Regions from separate parts of the Sus scrofa genome. Here region 2 is linked to region 1. Evidence: chromatin contacts called from public HiChIP or PLAC-seq data. All regions are on one chromosome and are shown on one strand. The core of a region is the stretch at or near the end of the contact, and the rest is flanking DNA. Distances in the headings are between cores, read along the strand shown. Region 1 overlaps ANKRD17 (ankyrin repeat domain 17). Region 2 holds the start of ANKRD17 (ankyrin repeat domain 17).

The links. HiChIP or PLAC-seq counts read pairs in DNA pulled down with a chosen protein or histone mark.
Region 2: a contact with region 1 is called in an H3K27ac HiChIP or PLAC-seq map of alveolar macrophages. The contact joins the promoter of ANKRD17 here to the enhancer-like site in region 1. A contact is called at or near these places in 1 of 5 promoter capture datasets (liver), 11 of 47 Hi-C or Micro-C datasets (embryonic fibroblasts, heart right ventricle, liver and 3 more) and 1 of 2 datasets of contacts at active chromatin or transcription factors (alveolar macrophages).

The regions. Positions count from the first base shown.
Region 1 is chr8:69,437,905-69,444,107 of Sscrofa11.1, reverse strand. ANKRD17 (ankyrin repeat domain 17) reads left to right here. Exons shown (of 35, transcript NM_001201383.2): 5 at 323-479; 6 at 5,249-5,396; 7 at 5,642-5,789. Among named protein-coding and RNA genes, the nearest start is that of ANKRD17, 90 kb to the left of the region's middle. Within about 2 kb of position 3,532, at least 3 of the 83 cell types and tissues checked have an H3K27ac peak or open chromatin away from gene starts, as enhancers often do. A contact at or near this core is called in alveolar macrophages and liver, where this site is marked.
Region 2 is chr8:69,528,041-69,534,320 of Sscrofa11.1, reverse strand. ANKRD17 (ankyrin repeat domain 17) reads left to right here and starts at 3,035. Exons shown (of 35, transcript NM_001201383.2): 1 at 3,035-3,154; 2 at 3,156-3,172; 3 at 3,175-3,466. The coding sequence starts at 3,035. It overlaps LOC110261978 (a long non-coding RNA gene), which reads right to left and starts at 2,786. Exons shown (of 3, transcript XR_002346393.1): 1 at 2,487-2,786.

The sequences.
Region 1 (6,203 bases), core at 2,283-4,782:
CTAATAATTCCCATCTTAGCAATTTAGCAACCCTTGAACATAGGTTCTTTTTGCAGATCCAAGTGAGGACATTCCTTTATCCCATCATGGGCCAATGACCTATTTCTAGGACTGGAGAATCATAGAGTCAAGCACTTAGGGACCACATGGAAGAAATAAGATTGAGAATTGGGGAACAGTGACTTCCCAAAAGATTCTGGCCAGATAATATATATGTCCAGTGTGTCATTTGGAGATTAACATAAATAGAGTTAAGTAACTTGAATTTTGCTTTGTTTCTCCTTTTGGGTATATCCAAATTGGTGTGAAAATAATATAATAGGAATAGGCAAATTATCTACGGCTGATGGTAAAGCCTTTGCAGATCCTGAAGTGCTTCGGAGGTTGACATCGTCTGTTAGTTGTGCGTTGGATGAAGCTGCTGCTGCACTTACCCGTATGAGAGCTGAAAGCACAGCAAATGCAGGGCAGTCGGACAAGTAAGTATATTTTCACTGTGATCAATATAAAATCACTTTCTTAAAAATAATAGAAATAGCTGACATTTACTTAGCATGTTTTTATGCCTGGCACTGTGCAAAAACCATTTTATATGTGATATCTTGTTTGTACCCACAAAAAGCCTTAGGCATGGATTTCGTTTTCATTCCCATTTTACTCATGAAAAGCTGAAAAGAAGTAACTTAATCATGATCAAATAGGTGACAAATAGCAGAGCTGGGACACCAGTGTCTATCTGACTACAAGGATGACTTCTTACGATATTATAAAAGATCTTTTGCTATAATGTTTCGGTGACAAAAAAGGAAGTGATTTCTAATGCCGTTTTCTACTTCATATGCATAGTTTGACCATTATATTTTATTTTATTTTATTTTATTTTATTTTTTTGTCTTTTGTCTTTTGTTGTTGTTGTTGTTGCTATTTCTTGGGCCGCTCCCGTGGCATATGGAGGTTCCCAGGCTAGGGGTCGAATCGGAGCTGGAGCCACCAGCCTACACCAGAGCCACAGCAACGCGGGATCCGAGCCGCGTCTGCAACCTACACCACAGCTCATGGCAACGCCGGATCGTTAACCCACTGAGCAAGGGCAGGGACCGAACCTGCAACCTCATGGTTCCTAGTCGGATTCGTTAACCACTGCGCCACGACGGGAACTCCAGTTTGACCATTTTAAAAGGCAAGGTTTTTATTTGTTTTATGAATGTTCAAAAAATATCATAAATCTAGTTTCCATAAGTTGAATGTGAGTTCCAGGGACTTTCTTGTTTTGTGTCCTACAATCCCTATTATGTAGTACTTCACAGTTAGTAAGGACTCAGTAAATATTTTGTGACTTGACCTTTTAAGTTTTTCTGATGATGTTATGTATTAAAGGTCATACCATTTCATATATAAAACAATATGGATAGTATAGTGAAAAATATAATGCCAAGGATGCAGCTGGCAGAAAATCATTAATAGTCCTTATTGTCTTCACTCCTCAGAGGCTTCTTTTTTTCCCCTCTAACTAAAAAGAAACCATTTTATTTATAGTTGACCCTTTACCTATAGGTCTGAACTGCACAGATCCTTATACACAGATTTCAGTTTGTGGTTGGTTGAATCCATGGTTGCATGAATGTGGATATAGAGGCACCATGATATGGAGGAACTGCATTTATGCAGGTCTAAGTTATTTGCAGATTTTCAGCTGAGTGGAGTATGGGCACCCCTAACCTCCATGTTGCTCCTGGTCAACTGTGTTTTAGCAGATGCGTTTAAATAGTTGAGAGAATGAGAGTATTCTTTGGTATATGAGTTTAGAGATGAAATATAGCACTTAAGAATCATCTTTTGGAGTTCCTCTTGTGGCGCAGCAGAAACAAATCTAACTGGGAACCATGAGGTTGCAGGTTCAATCCCTGGCCTCGCTCAGTGGGTTAAAGATCTGGCATTACTATGGCAGTGGTGTAGGCCAGCAGCAACAGCTCCAATTAGACCCCTAGCCTGGGAACCTCCACATGCCTCAGGTGAGGCCCTAAAAAGACAAAAAAAAAAAAAAAAAAAAAAAGAATCATCTTTTATATAATAGTGTTTTTATGCAGCATCATTTAAGACCGTGAAAGAGAGGTTAATATAGCATTAACAAAAGTGTGAAGTTGATGTTATTCTTGGCTCTGTGTTCGTTGTCGTTCATCTGACATCATTCATTATAGTTATCTTTAGGTTCTATTCCTTAGTTAACTTTCAGTTTTACAGGCCTACAATATTATTGATACTCTTCAGATATTTTTCATGTGGTGTCTTATGAGACTGGCAGAAGAGTATGTTAAAGCTACTTCAAGCAGGAAATAGAATAGAAAAAAAATAAAGAGTTACAGGTTCTTTGGCACTGAAAATACTGTAAGTGATCAGCAAAACAGTAGAGCATGCTTGTGACAGTCATATTTGTTCAGCAAATGTTGAGAAATAATTGAGTACATTGAGTACTATGTGCTAGACTTTACAGTAGTTAAGTGTTGTGGCGTGTGCCAGTTTTAACTTTGCTCACAAGTTCTGAAGTTCATCTGTTGGCTAGAATAGTTCCGAAAGGTTATTTTAAAGCTTACACGGAGGAAATTGAATGAGATTTCAAATGGGGAAATAGAGGGTATGTGCCTGAGAAAGAGAGAGAGGATGAGAGACCACCTGAAAGGAAAAAAAAAAAAAAATGTTCTTATATAGGAAATGTCTTGTGGAAAGGATTTGTCCTAGACTGAGAACACTGGATCTAGCAACTGTCAGTGCTATAAAATGGGAAATTGAGACAGTTTTATTAAGTGCTGTTCAAAGCTTTCATTTTGGCAAGGGGAGAGTACATTTAACAAGTAGGTGAACTATATAGTATGGCATAAAATGAATGATAAGGTTATGGGCAGAGAAATTGGGGAAGTGCTAAGGCAGTGTTTAAGGTGAAGATCACATTGTGGGGTTTTTTTTGGGGGGGGGTTTGTTTGTTTGTTTTGTTTTGTTTTGTCTTTTTGCCATTTCTTGAGCCGCTCCTGTGGCATATGGAGGTTCCCAGGCTAGGGGTCTAATCGAGCTATAGCTGCCAGCCTACGCCAGAGCCACAGCAACGCGGGATCCGAGCCGCATCTGCGACCTATACCACAGCTCACAGCAATGCTGGATCGCTAACCCACTGAGCAAGGGGCAGGGATGGAACCCACAACCTCATGGTTCCTAGTCGGATTCGTTAACCACTGTGCCACGACGGGAACTCCACACATTGTGTTTTTAATAGGGTAATCAGAGATCCTCACCTAAGAGGTGGACTTTTTAGCAAAGACCTGAAATAAATAAGGTAGTGATCTGTGCCTACAAGAGAAACTGTCTTGTCAGAGGGACAGCAGATACATAAATCTTGGAGTTGCAGCTTAATTAGTATTTTTAATGAAAAGAAAGCCATTTTGGCTAAAGTGGAAAGAGGAAGAGTGAGAATAGTAGGTGATGAAACCAGAGAAGTAAAAGGAGAAGTATGAGATCTTACCACTGGACAGATCCTATAAAAATTTTGACCTTTACCGTGATAAGATTAGAGGCCGTTGGATGACGTGATGTGCTTTCTTATAAGCAAGATCTCTGGGTTCTTGGTTGAAAAGAGCTTGAAAGAAGAGTTCCCTGGTGGCTCAGCAGGTTAAGTTTCTGGTGTTGTCACTGCTATGGCTCTGGTCACTGCTGTGGCACAGATTTGATCCCTGTCCCTGAACTTCCAGATGCCATGGGCATGGCCAGAGATAGAGAGAGGTAGCCTGAAGGAAAGCTAGCAAGGGAGACTGCCTAGGAGACTTTGCCATAATCTGAACTAAAGATGAAGTTCTCAAATCTGGGTGGTAAAGAATAGGGGTGTAGAGGAATTCCCATTGTAGTGCAGCAGAAACAGATCCGACTAGGAACCATGAGGTTGAGGATTCGATCCCTGGCCTCGCTCAGTGAGTTAAGGATCCAGCATTGCTGTGAGCTGTGGTGTAGGTTGCAGACGCGGCTCGGATCCTGCTTTGCTATGGCTGTGGTATAGGCAGGCCCAGGCCGGCAGCTGTAGCTCCTATTTGACCCCTAGCCTCGGAACCTCCATATGCTGTGGGTGTGGCCCTAAAAAAGAATAGGGGTGTAGAATAGAGGTTATACATGGATACCTTCAGTACCTGAAGTGACAGAGCCATGATTCAAGAAGATGTATATTGAGATATATTTGAATAAAGAGAATATTTTTTTTCCAGTTGCTCTCTTTTATTTTGAATAAAGAGAATATTAAAAGACCTGAATAACATTTTTCTAAGAATGAATTTTATCCAAAAGTGAAAGAACCTTTAGAAATGTCCATATTTGGAATTCCTTTGGGAGATTTACTCTCAGTCTAATTTTTGTGTTCCACCACTTTTTCCACTGTCCTTCTGTTTGAATTAAGCCTCTGCCTGACCTGGATATTTTTCATACTTCCCCAAAAAACTGATGGAATAAGTAAATACTTCAAAAAAGAATCTTCTTGGAGTTCCTATTGTGGCTCAGTGGTAACGAACCTGATTGGTATCCATGAGGACACGGGTTCGATCCCTGGCCCTGCTCAGTGGGGTAAGGGTCTGGCATTCCTGTGGGCCTTGGCTTAGGTCACAGATGCAGCTCAGATCTGGCATTGCTTTGGCTGTAGCATAGGCTGGCAGCTGAAGCTCTGATTGGACCCCTAACCTGGGAACCTCCGTATGCTGTAGGTGTGGCCCTTTAAAAAAAAAAAAAAAAGAATCTTATCAGTTATTCATAGATAAGTAAAAATTACATGCTCACAGCTTTCCTAATTTCCCTTTACTTGATTGAAGGACCCAGAGAGTTCTTTATAATTAGTACAAGTTTTAAGTATTTTATTAAATTTCATAAACTTTTTCTAGGGACTGAACAGAAGTATAGTTGTAAACTTGTATTTTCTATACAGTTTTATATTTTAAAATTTTGGGTTTTTTTCCCTACTTATAGTAAATTGGACTTTATCTTTCAGTTGCGTGACTGAAAACATTTTGTAATGTTGATCATTTTAATTCAGTGACTTTTATATGTAGATTTTAAAAACTCAGTGAATCGAATCATTTTATTTTCTCATATTTATTATGAATCTTTGAAATAATCATTCTTGTTTAGCACTGCTGTCCAGATTAACCTCAGAATTCAATACTTATGGTGGGTGATTTTTTTTATATTCTTATATCCTGATATTTCAATATTCTTTCTCAAATAGCCGCAGTTTGGCAGAAGCCTGTTCAGAAGGAGATGTGAATGCTGTGCGCAAGTTACTCATTGAAGGGCGAAGTGTAAATGAACACACGGAGGAAGGGGAGAGTCTCCTTTGTTTAGCTTGCTCCGCTGGATATTATGAGCTTGCACAGGTTTGTGTTATCAAAAGCAGTCTCATGATTTTTTTTGTTTTTTGTCTTAATCTGGCCTGTGTAGTAATGAAATAATAAAATAAAATCGACCATCAGGCTCGTTTTAAGAAATAGTGTTGGTAATGCATTGTGTGTTTATTTGCTTTTACTATAGTATGACTAGGTAGGTGTTAATATAAATATATGTTCAAAAAATTTTGATGAAAATACCATTTTTTAATATCTTAAACTTTTTCTTTCATAAGGTTTTGTTGGCAATGCATGCAAATGTGGAAGATAGGGGAATCAAAGGTGACATCACACCTTTAATGGCTGCTGCTAATGGAGGACATGTCAAAATTGTGAAGTTGCTGCTAGCTCATAAAGCTGATGTTAATGCACAGTCTTCAACAGGTTATGCCTATTTCTTTTTCAGTTTTTAAATATTAACACCCTTTGACAGTAATTAGTTCACATGGACGTGATCATTAGTGGTGGTTTTGCAATTACTGATGCTGCACATTTGTGTGTCTGTGCATTAGCTTAAAGTTCATTGAATATATTTTGAGTGAAATTTCTTCTGTTTGTGTCTGAGGGTTATTACTTGGCCTTGGTTCTTTTATATTAAACACTGACACAGTTCAAAGGACTATCTTCTTGCAAGTGAAGAGGTGTAGACCTTTATTTATGGGGAACAAGAGAAGGGAAGATAGGGAGAATCATAAGAAGGATATGCAACAACAGGCAGGACTGTCATTACCTAGTGCTATTAAATTGTGACCTGTAGAAAAAGAAAGTCTCATGAAAACATTGTGTCCTGCAAGGGAC
Region 2 (6,280 bases), core at 1,786-4,285, 91 kb before region 1:
ATTGTTTCCTGAGCTTATTTTTTTCTAGTAAGATCTTGCTAAAAGTAATTTAAAATATACTATTGCTTTAACTCTTTTGAACTATTTCCTCTTATTATTGAGACTGTACTATTGAGCTACAGTTTCAATAGCTAGGTGAAAGGCTTTTCAATTATTATGGGTAACAGTTTTACCAATGATTTTGCCACTGCAAAATATGGGTCTCCTTTTTCCAGCCTCTGATATAACTTTCTCTAACATCTGCTGCATCATCACTAAGCCCTACAACATCTATTAGTTACTTTATTTTCTTAGGAGTGCCCCACTTCCAGTACCCATTTCCAAGTTAGTTATGGTCATTCTAGTTCCCATAACATAAATTCTCGAATCTCAATTTTCTCTCTTACACAAAGTCCAAAAAGGAGTGTTTCTAATTTGGAGCTGTTTTCCAAGTAGAAATTTAACCACTTATGCTCCTTCTCTCTTCTGGCTCTGGCACCTCCAACATATAGTTTTCAAGGTCACTATACTCGTTAGGATCAGGCTGCTGGACAAAGAGTAAGGGAGGATGGGAGGACTCCATTAAGTCTGGAAATGAGTGCATCCCTTCCATTTATGTTTCACTGAGTAAAAGTCAATTACATGGCCACAACTAACTAAAAGGAAATGGGGATCTTTAGTCCAGGAAGAATAACTAAGTTTCATGAATGACTAGTTAATTCTCTAATATAAGATTCTAAAAGAAAAAAAAAGAGCTAGATAAAAATAAGAATCACTCTAGGGGCTTTGTCCATTCTAATATGTTCAGCCTTATTCTACTAGTCCCAGCAACATAATCATTTCCCTATTATAAAAAAGAGTGAGAATTCATTTTCTTCTAAATAACGGGATTACTTTAAAAGATATTTTTGCTAGTGGGATAGGTACAGAAGTTAAGAATGCAGAGGGTTAGTAAGTGAAATCCAGACAACAAAGAGACATGAAATGTAGAATACTCTTTAAAGCTTGGTTTAAAGAATACTCTTTAAAGCTTGGTGTGACGAAAAGAAGTAAGAGTGGAACCGCAAAAGTAGAGGATTGAAGAAAAGATAATAAAAGAGAAAGTGGGGGTTGGAACTAGAGTACAGATGGATAAGTCATCTTGTATAAGAGCAAAGAATGTCAAGTTCCTCTGACACTGAAGGAAAGGAAAGATGCAGAAGTACTGAAGTTTCCAGCATTTGGAAAATTGAAGGACTCTGTGACTAATAGCATCAGTCTTCTTGTGACGTTTGAAGCAAAGTCATATAATGAAACATGGCTGGGATTTAAAGAATCCAAATGTATTCTGGTGGGAAAGGAGAAAACGGTGCTGAAGAATATTTAAGAGGGAGGAGTCCAGCTGAGATTACAGACCTAAACTTGTGGTGGTTAAGCTACACAGTGTAGTCTACTGTTCTGCACAGGAACTTAGCTACCATTTCTTAGGAGAGAAACAGGGAGATGGTTAGCACTTTGGGCATATATTTACTATAGCACTCACACTTTACACTATTAAGCCCCTGTAAGTAGACTTAGACTTTATTAACTATGCACACAGTAGGCACATGAATTTTCACTTGAATGAATTGATTCAATCATTGCCAATAGTACTCTGTAGAGTACTGGCAACTGCCCACATTTCATATGGTATGCCAGTGCTAAAAAGAAAAAAAAGCTAAAAAAAATTCAGGCACATTCAGCTAAACTTAGCAGTCTTAAAATGGCAACTATGTCAGCTGAGACATACTTTTTATCTTGCGCCAGTACATCTGCCTTTGATGTTTCCTTCATTTTCCTTATGCCACTGTGTTCATATTGAACCAGAAAGGGCTAATTCTGAGTTCAATAAGCTACGCTATTATTTCAAAAGTCCTGAAAGTTCTTCAGACACCTACAAATGAACCCACAACCCTTATCACGATATTCCTTCCAAGAGATTCACAGACAAGGATGATTACTTATGATGCTCACTGCAGAGATAAAAGCCAAGTCGGTGAGAGGTGGAAGGACTAAATCGGGGTCATTCACTGACTCGTCTGCAAAGTATGGCACAGATCCTGCTTCCTTCTCCTGTCTTCTCCCCTTTAGCAACTTGGAGTTGTAGTGATCTCAGACATCACCTATTTGAACTCCTTTATGTCACACAAGTGTAAACCTCAGATTGAGGGAATCTATAACCAGAGACTTAAACTTAGGCAGAGGGACCTCTTTCCTTTACACGACGCCATCGCTCTAGATCCAAAGCCCTAACTCACCATTTGGAGGTGGAAAAAATGGCCAGGAACGAAACTACGTACAACCGTCCAGAACCAGGCCCCACCTCCCGGATCTGGCGGTCGGGGCCTCCAGCTAACAAAGCCTCGGGCCCGCACTTCTGTGCCGGGTTCCCCCCCGACCCGGCCGCTCCCTCCAGCCCGCCCGCCCGCCACAGGCACCGCAGCACTGCCCGCCCGCAGAGGCCCGGGACCCGGCCCTCGAAATCTCACTTTCGTCTTTCGGCCACCCGCGCGCCACCGCTCAGGCGACGGCTGATGGCGTCACCTGTACTTCCGCCTGCGGCTGCGTTCTAGTCACCAGCGAGGAAGGAAGAAGGGAGGTCTGAAGGGCTGTGTGTGGGGGAAATTGCGAGGAAAGAGAAGAAATCCGGGTGCTCGCGGGCGCTACGGCAGTGGCTGCGGCCTTCTCTGCCCCGCCGTCCCCCCATCGGAAGCCGCCCTAGGCACACTCGCCCCGACTCCGGGTGGTCTCCCCTGCGCTGGATCGCCCGATACCCTGGTCTCCCTCTTCGCCTCTTCACCCCCCCCCCTTGCTCCTCACGCTCCCTCCCTCCCATCGTCAGGCTCCCCGCCCTTAGTATCGCGAGACGAGGTGAGAGCTGGCGGAGCGGCGGCGGCGGCGGCGGCAGTAGAGGTGACCGAGGCGGTGGCGGCGGAGGCGGCCCCGAGCGCTGTGTTGGCCCTGGTGCGGCCGAAGTCGCGGTAGAGCGTAGCCCCCACGCCCCTCCCCCGTCCGCGCCCTCCCTCTTTCCCAGGAGATGGAGAAGGCGACGGTTCCGGTGGCGGCGGCGGCGACGGCGGCTGAGGGAGAAGGGAGCCCCCCGGCGGTGGCGGCAGTGGCGGGCCCCCCCGCGGCGGCGGCGGCGGCGGAGGTCGGCAGCGGCGGCGGCGGCGGCGGCGGCGGCGGCGGCGGCGGCAGCAGCGGGGCTCGCTCGGCCTCGTCTCCTCGTGGGATGGTGCGAGTCTGCGACCTGCTCCTGAAGAAGAAGCCGCCGCCGCAGCAGCAGCACCACAAGGCCAAGCGTAACCGGACTTGCCGACCCCCCAGCAGTAGCGAGAGCAGCAGCGACAGCGACAACAGCGGCGGCGGTGGAGGCGGCGGCGGCGGAGGAGGTGGCGGCGGCGGCACCAGCAGCAACAACAGCGAGGAAGAAGAGGACGACGACGACGAGGAAGAGGAGGTTTCTGAGGCAAGGGCCTGGTTTCAAAGGCAGAAGGGAGGAAGGGAGTGTAAAGGGTCGGGGCCAAAGGTGGGAGGGGACTTGCGGTGGGACAGATTCCTGTGGGCTTGATCTGTCTCCGGGGCCAGGCTTTCCCCTGCCCTCTTTCTTTCCCCGGCCGAAATCGTGAGGTGTGGGCATGTGGGGGAGGGTAGCTGACACGTGGGGGTGGGAGGACCACAGCGGCCCCGGAGTGGATGAACAGCACATTACCCTGGGATGGTTCACACGGTTAAGGATGGAGGGAATTGGTTAGATTCCTTATTTGCACACCCGGCGGGGTCGGTCTCAGGCCAGTAGGGCCAAGTTACTCCAGGGGCGGGGGCGGGACTGGGACCCAAGCGGGGAGGGCTAAGTTAATAGGCAGAGGAGTCTTTGGGGGACCGACTAGGATGCCGGCAAATTTCTCCCACTTGGGAGGCGGAGAGGAGCAGTTTCGGGAGAGGCAAGGTTGTAATGGACTCAGAGCTAAGTATTTGTGTCTGTGAGAGACACGTGAGGAGGAGCTGTACTTTTCCATACTGTTCTGCTGCAGGTTTTTTGTTTTGTTTTTTTCCCCGAACTATTGTAAGTGCTGAGCTAACCTTCACTTCCTTGATCTCAAGGATTTTAGATGAACTGATCTTAACATTCATATACATTTATGTGTAACTCAGTGGATGAAAAATATATTTGATCCTTACATGTACATACTCATACATTTGCAAATATTTCCTTCCTGTTGCTTCCCACATAATATGGGGCAGCTAAAGAGTCTGCTTTGGAGCCAGGCATGGTTGTGGTGAATTGGAATAGGAAGGCCTCTTGGTTTGTCCTAGTGATCTGGTTTCATAATAACTGTTTATAATTTTTCCTGGGTCCACAGACAGGCGGCGTTGCAGGACCTATTCTTCAAAGAAGGCCTTTTAACCAAAAACTCACTAAAACATACCATAGTGAGAACAGACTAAGAGTTATCAGCTCTTTTGTAACTCTTGTCCACTCCCTGAAATGGAAGCTAGAGAATCTTGGTCTGAAGAAAGAAGTTGTAACTTCAGGCAGCAGAAGAAAAACACCTTTAGAAGCTGATTATAAATTTAGTTGTAAGAGGGAATAACTGAATTATCTAGAAGGGCCGCCTGCTATTTTTTCTTGTCCACAAACACAGCCTATTTTGGTACAAGGCTGTTTTTTTTTTTTTTTTTTTTTTTTTTTTTTCCCGAAAATTGCATTATTGGATCTTGGGTTCTGTTCAAATAGGAAAATACCTTTTAAAGAGTTTGAGACTTGTCTATTATTTAAAGACCAGATTCTCTTTTACCTCAGACTGGGTGAAGTTATATCAGTAGAGATGTAATAGTTCAAGTATGTATACCAAAAAGATGGCCACTCCCTGCTAACTGAATTCTGAGGCTACCTTTGTATTGATAGACTTTGTATTGACCTAGGATAGTGTGTCGCTTCTGCTACACTTTAAACAGTAAAGAGAGGGATGTGACAGGATCCTTATTTCTTAGTAAAATCTATTATGGTAGTTAGAATCTTCCAATTGTATTATTTTTTTGGAGATGAGAAACGTTTTGGAGGTAATCTCATTCAACCTTTTTATGTTAGAAATGAGGAAACAGGGTTTTTTTTTTTTGTTTTAGAGGAAACTGGTGGGTAGCAGTAAAAGTAGAAATCAAAGTTTTCTAATGATTCAAACCAGTATATGTTTTATGACTATTTCTTGTGCTCCTCTCTTTTCCTCTTTCAAAAAATAGGCAGTGAATTGCAAGGTAACACAATAATGCAGCTGTGGCAACATACCAATATTTTATTAAGATTTTAAATTCTCTTGACAAAATATCAAGCTCTGGTTTGGAACTCTTAGCAGGTTGAATGCAGTGCAGTACTAATTGAAATATTATGCTGTAAACTTCACATACCTAGATAGTTATCTCCATTGGAATTTGGACTAATAAGCAAAACTTCTAATAATTCCTTAAATCATTTAGAATAGGCTTAAACTTGTAGGTGTGTTAGTGAGTCAGGTTTGTTTTCCTTGGGAGATAGGAATGATATATGGTAACTGATCAACTAGGATGATGTTTTCTTTGTTTTTAATATGCTTTATTCTGCCTTCTGCACAGTGGTTTAAACAATGGCTTTGCCATTTGTTATGGAGATGAGTCAGGAGAAATAAATGTAAGAAAGTACAACCATTAAAAATAAATCTATACTGGTACATGATTAAGACTAAGCAGACAGGAGTACAATATGTCTATGCACCTGCCTCCATCTTGACCAAAACAGAGAAATAAATAAACCTTGAGATTATCATTCCAATAAACATCATCAAAAGGTTACAAAAGAACAAGAAAGGTTATAGTTTTTGGGTATTTAACCTGAGAAGGTTGAGGATAATTAAAAATATATGTTTGCTGTGATGAAATGTTAGTTGGATGTTTTGTATATCTGCTGAAAGAGGGACCGTTGGAAGGAAAAGAGATTTATATAAGAGTTTTATTTGAGTGTTCAAGATGAAGAATTTAATTTTTACTAAGTGTTAGTGTACGTTATTGAGAATTGGATTTTCTCTTTAGTATTTCAGAATAGGATAATTGTGTTTTAGACAATTTGTATAACTTCAGATATACCTGTAAGTAAAAGTATAAGACCAAGAGCTCTCCTCTTCCTTCTCCCACCTTCTGGATTTGATGTAAAAGCCTTAGGTCAAAAGTTGAAAATTGCATAACTTTCTGGGCTTTCAGTGGGTGACTGACTAATACGGAAAATAGAAATGTATTTCCTAACATAAAAGTT